Linked DNA regions of Mus musculus: region 1 is linked to region 2. Evidence: chromatin contacts called from public Hi-C data. All regions are on one chromosome and are shown on one strand. Each heading gives the region's core, a stretch centred on a gene start, on an enhancer-like site or on the middle of the called end of the contact. The rest is flanking DNA. Distances are from core to core; before and after follow the strand shown. Region 1 holds the start of Thsd7a (thrombospondin, type I, domain containing 7A). Region 2 overlaps Thsd7a (thrombospondin, type I, domain containing 7A).

Region 1 (3,832 bases), core at 275-2,774, 250 kb before region 2:
ACAGTAAGCCACAGTGGCTTATCGCCTCTAATCACAAGCCCAGGGCCAGGACTCTCTGAGCTTTTAATTCCCTCTTAGAGGCCTAACAGAGTGAAAAGTAAACAAAGACCAAATTTGCAACCGTGAATGCAGCTAATTTCCTCTGATGTCAGAATACTTAAACAGGCAGGACCTGGGAATTATTTGATCAAACCTGCTTTTAATCTAATGCATGCAGAAGGGTTATGTCTGGAAAGCTCAGCAAAATGACACACATCTCCAGGGAGCCTTCTGGAAGGAAGCTTTCCTCCCTAAGAAACTGTAGCTTTCTCATTTCAGACTCATGGGTTATTGGGTCCTTGGGGGTGAAGTCACTAAGAGAAGTTTTTCTGCCTTTTAAATTGTATTGTATTTGGTGTAAGACAGGCAACCAAATGACCATAGTTATCCTTAGCTTTTGGTTGCTGGGGAATTTTGGTGTTGTTGTTGTTTTGCTTTGTTTTAATTGGCTAACTGCCTTGATACTATTTAAGCGTTACAAGGAAATGAATTAATAATAAAAGACTGTTATTGTGAGTGGGGGAAAAAAGGGACAAAGCTTTATCTGACTGCACACATTCTTCTGTTAGGCCTGATCTAATAAAATAGAGAACAAAAGGTACAAGCCATGTGGTTTCTTGTTTTGGTTGTGAAAAAGCACTTAAAAGAATTAGTATTTGTCTCAGGAATGAAATTTAAGTAGAAATAGTTATTAACTGGGTGGAAGCCAACTGCTGCTACTGACTCATTTGCGGCTTAATTTTTATCCCCACCTCTGGTCCTTAGTAGTGCGTTTTCAATAGTGATGGAAGAGAAAGGAATGGAACTTTTATGCACTTCATCATTAAAACAGAATATACTGGCAGTGTTTGTACATTCTTATTCATGCAATTAGACAGCGTCGTGCACACTTTTAAGTACGAAGTCGCTTTCAAAGGCAGTTACAAGACAATGTGTTGACTTTGACACATATTAACCACGGTCACATTGTTACTGAGGATGGGCTGAAGTTAAAAAAATAACAAAAACAAAAAACAAAAAACACGGAAGTGCTCAAGTTCCTTTTGATAGTGAGCCCTGGTCTGTTCCCTATCAGGTTCATAAGTACCGCTCTTCTCATAAAGTAATTCAGAAGGCACGGCGGCTTCAGAATAAATGACCAAGGCTGATGCTTTGTGTAAATATGCAGGGAGAATAACACGCCACTAGATCAGCATTTGACTCCTTGGGTGACGATGAATTTCAATGTCAGTTATTCGTCATCCTGAAGCCTGCCCCGTGATGATGCCTTTTATTGGTGTATCCTTGTGAACATATTTCAGCGCACCATGTGCCGGGGAGTTCTCGGGGCGGGCGCGTGGGGTCTGGGTGCTGGCCCTGTGCCCTCGCTGCCCCCCGCCGGTGGTCCCCTCGGGTCCCCTTGGCTCTTCTCAGCTCTCTCTTCTCCCCTCCCTTCCCTACAGCTGGCGGCGGGGGCTGCTCCTCTCAGAGCTCTGGGCCGGCTCTGTCAGCTGGGGCCCCCTGCGGCCGGCTGTGTCCCTCGCCGCTAGGACCTGCCAGTCTGCGCGCCATGGCAGCGGCGGCAGCATCCCCGCCAGCATCCCCGCCAGCCAGCGGCGGCGGCGGTGGCGTCCACGGCCGCCGCTGATGCTATTGTTCCCTAGTGTTAGTTGCTCTTTGGCTGCTTTTCATCTGGAGCGAACAATAGAAGCAGGGAGAGCTTTGCTTTCTCTACTGGTGGAGAAGGAAAGACCGTCCCCTGCGAGAGTGGTGCGGCTCCGGAGGCTGGAGCGGCTGCGGACAGCATGGGGTTGCGAGCCGGGCGCCTGGCGTCCCCGAGCCGGGGCGTCCTGCAGCTGCTGCGGTTGCCACTGCTCTTGCTACTCCTGCTGAGCTCTGGCGCCCGCGGGGCTGCGGCGCAGGGAGACACCGAGGTGCCCACCCTCTATCTGTGGAAGACCGGTAAGTGGGACAGAGTTGTCCTTTGCTCTATCTCCAGATCTGGGACTATGATCCGGAGCGAGCTAAGGGCTCCTGAAGGAGCCTCTGTGTTTCCAACTGGTCCTGATTATGCCAGGATCCCCAGGTCAAAAGTATGATCCCTGCAAGCGAATTAGGTCATGTCCTATGCCATTAGGAAAGAACAACATAACTAAGAGGCAACAGTGAGTCACTGGGTGATTGTTTCTCTAGCCGCTCGGCAGTGAATGAGGGCAGCGCTGTACTTTCATTACAAAGTGAAGTGCTTTTAAAATCTGGGTTTCCAGTCTTAGACTTTCTAAAATGACATTCTAGCAATATACAGGTAGACAGTTCTTTTTTTTTTTTTTTTTAATGCGGTGTTTTGGCAAACACACACACACACACACACACACACACAGAGAGAGAGAGAGAGAGAGAGAGAGAGAGATTTAAATGTATTAAGCATAGCTTTGTGGTGTGTGGGACACCAGGGTCAAGCCCTGTGCAGGCAGCTCTAACAGGGAAAACTGGATAGTGCAATTTGTAACGAGTGATTCAAAGTGATCTTTTACGCCGTGGAGTGATTAACATGGAGGTTTAGAAACTTTTCTTTCCGGGAAAGAAGTCTTTTCGCTTTGTTTTTTTGACAAAACAAGAAAAGTAGCAACTCACTGCTCCTCAGACTCTCCCGGCAAAGCGCTGTAGAAGCAGAACACACAGGGAAACAACAAAACCTTAGAGCTCCAGGCTCCCCTCTCTGCTGAGGGTGGGTGGATGCTCTCCAACCACTATGGAAGACGGAATTCCTGAGCCTACCAGAAACTTCACACACTCACCGGAGACAAGTGGAGGAGCTATTCTCCTCGCTTATAGCTGAGGATGACTTGAGAGTTCCTGAGTGATGCCAAATATCAAGATAGGAACAAGATAGAAAGAAAAAGTGTCCAGATCACAGTCCAGGCAGAGTGGGTCTTCTGGCTTCAGTCCTCCGACCGACCTGCTGAGGAGGCAGATCCATTTACGCCAGAATCACACCGATGACTAAAGGTTTAAAGAAGGTTCATACATCCAAGCAACGTGGTGAGGCATTGAACAGAAAATCACTTAAAGACAAAACACCCTTTACCTTGGAGAATCGCATAATATACTAATGCACTCTTGTACACGCGCAAATACAGGCACAGATTAGTCAAAGCAAAGTCATTCTTGCGAACTTGGTAAGACTTTAAAGATCAGCTACTTAGGGGACTAAAGACAAAAGTCAAATTCGTTTGATTTTAAACAAAGAATTGAAAGTGTGTTTTATTTTTTCTATTCTAAATTTATAGTAGTTGGTAGTACTTGGAAATTTAGAAAGAGCTTCTCGGGGCAACAGAGCTGGGCTAGTTGAAATTTGTACTATCAAAGGAACATGAGCCAAGTAGCAATTCAGACGGAAAAGAACATAGAGATCCTGTGCTGTGCTGCCTTTGAGGTACCAATACATGTCAATATTAATGTCATAGCCGGAATACAAGCCAATTAGACCTTGATTCCAGCACCAGGTTCAGTTGTAGCCTGCTCTAAGAATAGTTCGACGGTGTTCTCACCCCTCCATCAGTAGCTGCCTACTGTGTGATTGTACTTGCCTTTGACTATCCATACATGGTATGATGAAATCAAGTGGGTTATGAGAAACTAAGTCATACATTGTCAACTGTTGTGCAAATAGAAGCTAGTGGGAGGATGGTGGTACTATGTATTTTATGATGATTCTTTGTTTCTTGGGAAATATTGGAACATTTAACCTGCTGAGCAAAATAATAATTTCTTCATGTATTTATCCACTGAAAGGAAGGGAGATGTTACTAAA
Region 2 (3,616 bases), core at 768-3,267:
TCATCCATTTACATCTATGTTAGCTATTAATCTGATCCATGGGGAAGCACCTGGCTTAGACTGACAAAGTGCTTGCTACTTGAGCCATTTCCTCTGGGCTTTTAAGGTATCTGTTTTCCTAGAGGTGGGAAAAATGCCATCATTTTCTACTGTTGGTGACATGAGGAAATGCTTCCCTGTCTCTCTCCTTCTAGGGAAAGTAAGGCTGACAAGCCTAACACTCCCTTCACATAACAATCTTGATTGGGGCTTTGAGAATCAGGGATAATCATTTTTGTGCTCTACTAACAGCATAGTAAGCTCTTCACATCATTCCCTGGCATTCATTAGGAATTCTGGGCTCTACAGAACATGTACATGAAAATGTTCTGATTCCTGACAGCGATGAGGAAGCTCTGAATTGCTGTTATATTTTTAAATCCTAGCATGCAATTATAACTTTGCTCCAATATGAATACGCAATTTTCATGCATTTTTATTAAAGGCAAAACAAGTGTTTGGGCTCATCATCACTTAGAATGTTTGGAATTCTCAGATTCAGCCTTCCTTTGTTTATAAGCATCAAGAAAAGATGAGTTTAATTGCACATAAAATTTAATGTTTTCAGCATTATGTCCTTATTTCATAAAATATTGATAAGTAACTTCCACTAGTTGCAATTAAAATAGGCTTGCTCTGCATTTAACCCCTCTAAAGGGTGCCCAACTGAGAACAATGAAGTAATTGGGACTGAATCAGTCTTTCTTCATCAGCCTGGACTCTATACCAGATCCTCAGGAAAAGGTTTTGTGAGTTTAAGTTTTAGAACAAAACCAGAAAAGAGTGAAGAAACATTTTCCCGAATAACCAACCATCTTTGCCACCATGGCATTCTCCTCATCTAGATATGGCTGGAGAACTACAGAGTGGACAGAGTGCCACGTGGACCCTTTGCTTAGTCAGCAGGACAAGAGGCGTGCCAATCAGACAGCCCTCTGTGGAGGAGGTGTCCAGACCCGGGAAATATATTGCATACAAACCAACGACAACATGCTCTCCCATGGAAATACACAGAAGGACAAAGAAGGTAGGTGGTACTCCTCGGATGGCTGACTCATGAAGAGTGAGCAGGTGGGGGTGCCGTTGAGGAATGTAGACAGACCATGGGGGTGGGGGTGGGGTTAGGAAGATCCCCTAAAATTCACACTGCAGTTGGAGTCCAAACCAGATAAAGAGTAACCTATATCTGAGTAAGTTAAAACAAACAAACAAACAAACAAAAAAAAAACCCAAACAAACAAAACCTTAATACAGCTCTGGGTTTGCTTAGGTTTATTTTTTGACAGGTCTATTTAAGAAAATAGTAAAAGCTTCTTGAGTCAAATTTAGAAGGAATAATTAGTTATAAAACAAAAAATGAAATTGATTTTGTAAGTATATAAATAAAGTAAAAAAAAAATATAATAAAAAATAATGGATAGAAAGTTTACAAACAACTTTTGAAAAATTCTCTTTGACAAACTATGATTATGAATAAATTAATGATACTAAAATTTTCTATGGGTTTTTATTGATGCTGTTTTCTTACATGTATTATATGTAATTTATTATTTGTATATATTATATTACATAATATAGATACTATATATATATATATATATATATGCCTCCTAAATACATAAATAAGATCTGCTCAGTTTATATAATGTTACCTGTAGCTCATTGTCTAGGGTGGAGTCTCCATTATATGAGTCAGCCTTCTATATTAGCATGTCCACTGATGTTGTTCTTGCTCAGGACCTGTTTAGGTAGCTTTATAGATGAGATTTCCTGGGTGTCATTTCTCTGACCTTACTAGGAGACAGATTTTCACAGCAATATTTTGTTCCCTTGACTTTTACAATCTTCCCACTTCTTCTTCTGCAATAATCTCTGAGCTTTAGACACAAGAGTGTTCATGCCTTGTTCTGAAATCCTGACAAATATTTGAGGCTAGTGAAGTCATTGATCTTGGAGGAGAGCCTCCAACCACCACTTTAAACCAACATAATTCCTGACTACATTCCAAATACTTGGCTTTAAACACACAGTTAACTACAGGGCTCACCCTCATTTTATTACTTTTTTTTTCAGTTTAGAGACTAGATGCACAAATATTCAAAAGGGCAAGTGTATTCAAACTGGCCTAGCCAACAATAGAATCCCCATCATTATGGGCTCAAGTTTATACTGAGTACTTTTAAAGAGTTCTTCTCACATGTCCATTGTCTGAGTACCAGCAAAACTCCCAGGACTAATTTTTTTAAACTTTTTCCAGTTTTTTATTAGGTATTCTCTTCATTTACATTTCAAATGCTATCCAGAAAGTCCCCTATACCCTTCCCCCACCCTGCTCCCCTACCCACCCACTCCCACTTCTTGGCCCTGGTGTTCCCCTGTACTGGGACATATAAAGTTTGCAAGACCAAGGGGCCTCTCTTCCCAATGATAGCCGACTAGGCCATTTTCTGATACATATGTAGCTAGAGACACAAGCTCTTGGGGTACTGGTTAGTTCCTATTGTTGTTCCACCTTTAGGGTTGCAGACCACTTCAACTCCTTGGCTACTTTCTCTAGCTCCCCCATTGGGGGCCCTGTGATCCATCCAACAACTGACTGTGAGCATCCACTTCTGTGTTTGCCAGGCCCCGCCATAGCCTCACAAGAGACAGCTATATCAGGGTCCTTTCAGCAAAATATTGCTGGCATATGAAATAGTGTCTGCATTTGGTGGCTGCGTTATGGGATGGATCCTCAGGTGGGGCAGTCTCTGGATTGATTCAACATTTCTTATTGGATATCAGCCAATTGGATATCACCAAAGATCCAAAGATATATAAAGTAGCATAAATATATGAACATAGATTTCATGATGTCATAAAATGGTTAATTTCATCAGAATGGTACACAAAACAATAGTTATGATATAACTATGTTTTAGAAAAACTATTGAGACTGACACTTGAGCGGAATAATGACTAACAAGTTACTTAGAGAAGACAGGGCGAGGCTGTGGAGCACAGGAGTTTCTTCAGGAAGAGGGAATAGTGTGTTCAGGCACAACAATGAAGGAAAGTCAAAACAAAGGGACACACAGAACACGGCACATTTGACAACGGGGAATAGGAAAGACCTTCCTCCAAAGTGTGTAGGTTGAGAAATGGAAAACCAAATAAGACAAACAAAACAAAACAACCTTCCACAAACAAAACACAAACTAGAATGTTTAGGGAAGAGTTCTAAACAAGAATAATCAGGAATAAAAGGGTCAAGGATAACAGACAGAGAAATATATGCTTTTTAAACTCAAGAGTGACTCCTCTGCCCCAGCAAAAAGAAGCCATGTCAGTGACCAAAGATAAGCACTGAATTTCTGCAACTTTTCAAAATAATAGTTCAGTGTCCAATAATTTTCCTCAGCATGTCAGCTCATTTGTGAATATAGCCTTAGGATATATTTTATTGCTAATGTACCTTTAGATTATAAGGTGCTAGCATAAAACACAAATGTTAGTACATTAATATTTTCTTGGCCTCTTTAATGGCTGCCTTTTTGAAACTTTTAGGTAGATTTGTTACAGTAATCTTTCATAGTAG

What was found. A called contact is a pair of places that touch in the nucleus more often than the background predicts.
Region 1: a Hi-C map of adipose-derived mesenchymal stem cells shows a contact between it and region 2, with 1.8 times the contacts expected there. The contact joins the promoter of Thsd7a here to the enhancer-like site in region 2. A contact is called at or near these places in 2 of 39 promoter capture datasets (the 3T3-L1 cell line and hippocampal neurons), 3 of 484 Hi-C or Micro-C datasets (adipose-derived mesenchymal stem cells and cortical neurons) and 4 of 115 datasets of contacts at active chromatin or transcription factors (cardiomyocytes, embryonic forebrain, embryonic hindbrain and 1 more).

Annotation. Positions count from the first base shown.
Region 1 is chr6:12,746,945-12,750,776 of GRCm38.p6, reverse strand. It overlaps Thsd7a (thrombospondin, type I, domain containing 7A), which reads left to right and starts at 1,524. Exons shown (of 28, transcript NM_001164805.1): 1 at 1,524-1,980. The coding sequence starts at 1,824.
Region 2 is chr6:12,498,437-12,502,052 of GRCm38.p6, reverse strand. It overlaps Thsd7a (thrombospondin, type I, domain containing 7A), which reads left to right. Exons shown (of 28, transcript NM_001164805.1): 4 at 885-1,066. Among named protein-coding and RNA genes, the nearest start is that of Gm38583, 63 kb to the right of the region's middle. Within about 2 kb of position 2,017, at least 9 of the 459 cell types and tissues checked have an H3K27ac peak or open chromatin away from gene starts, as enhancers often do. A contact at or near this core is called in adipose-derived mesenchymal stem cells, where this site is marked.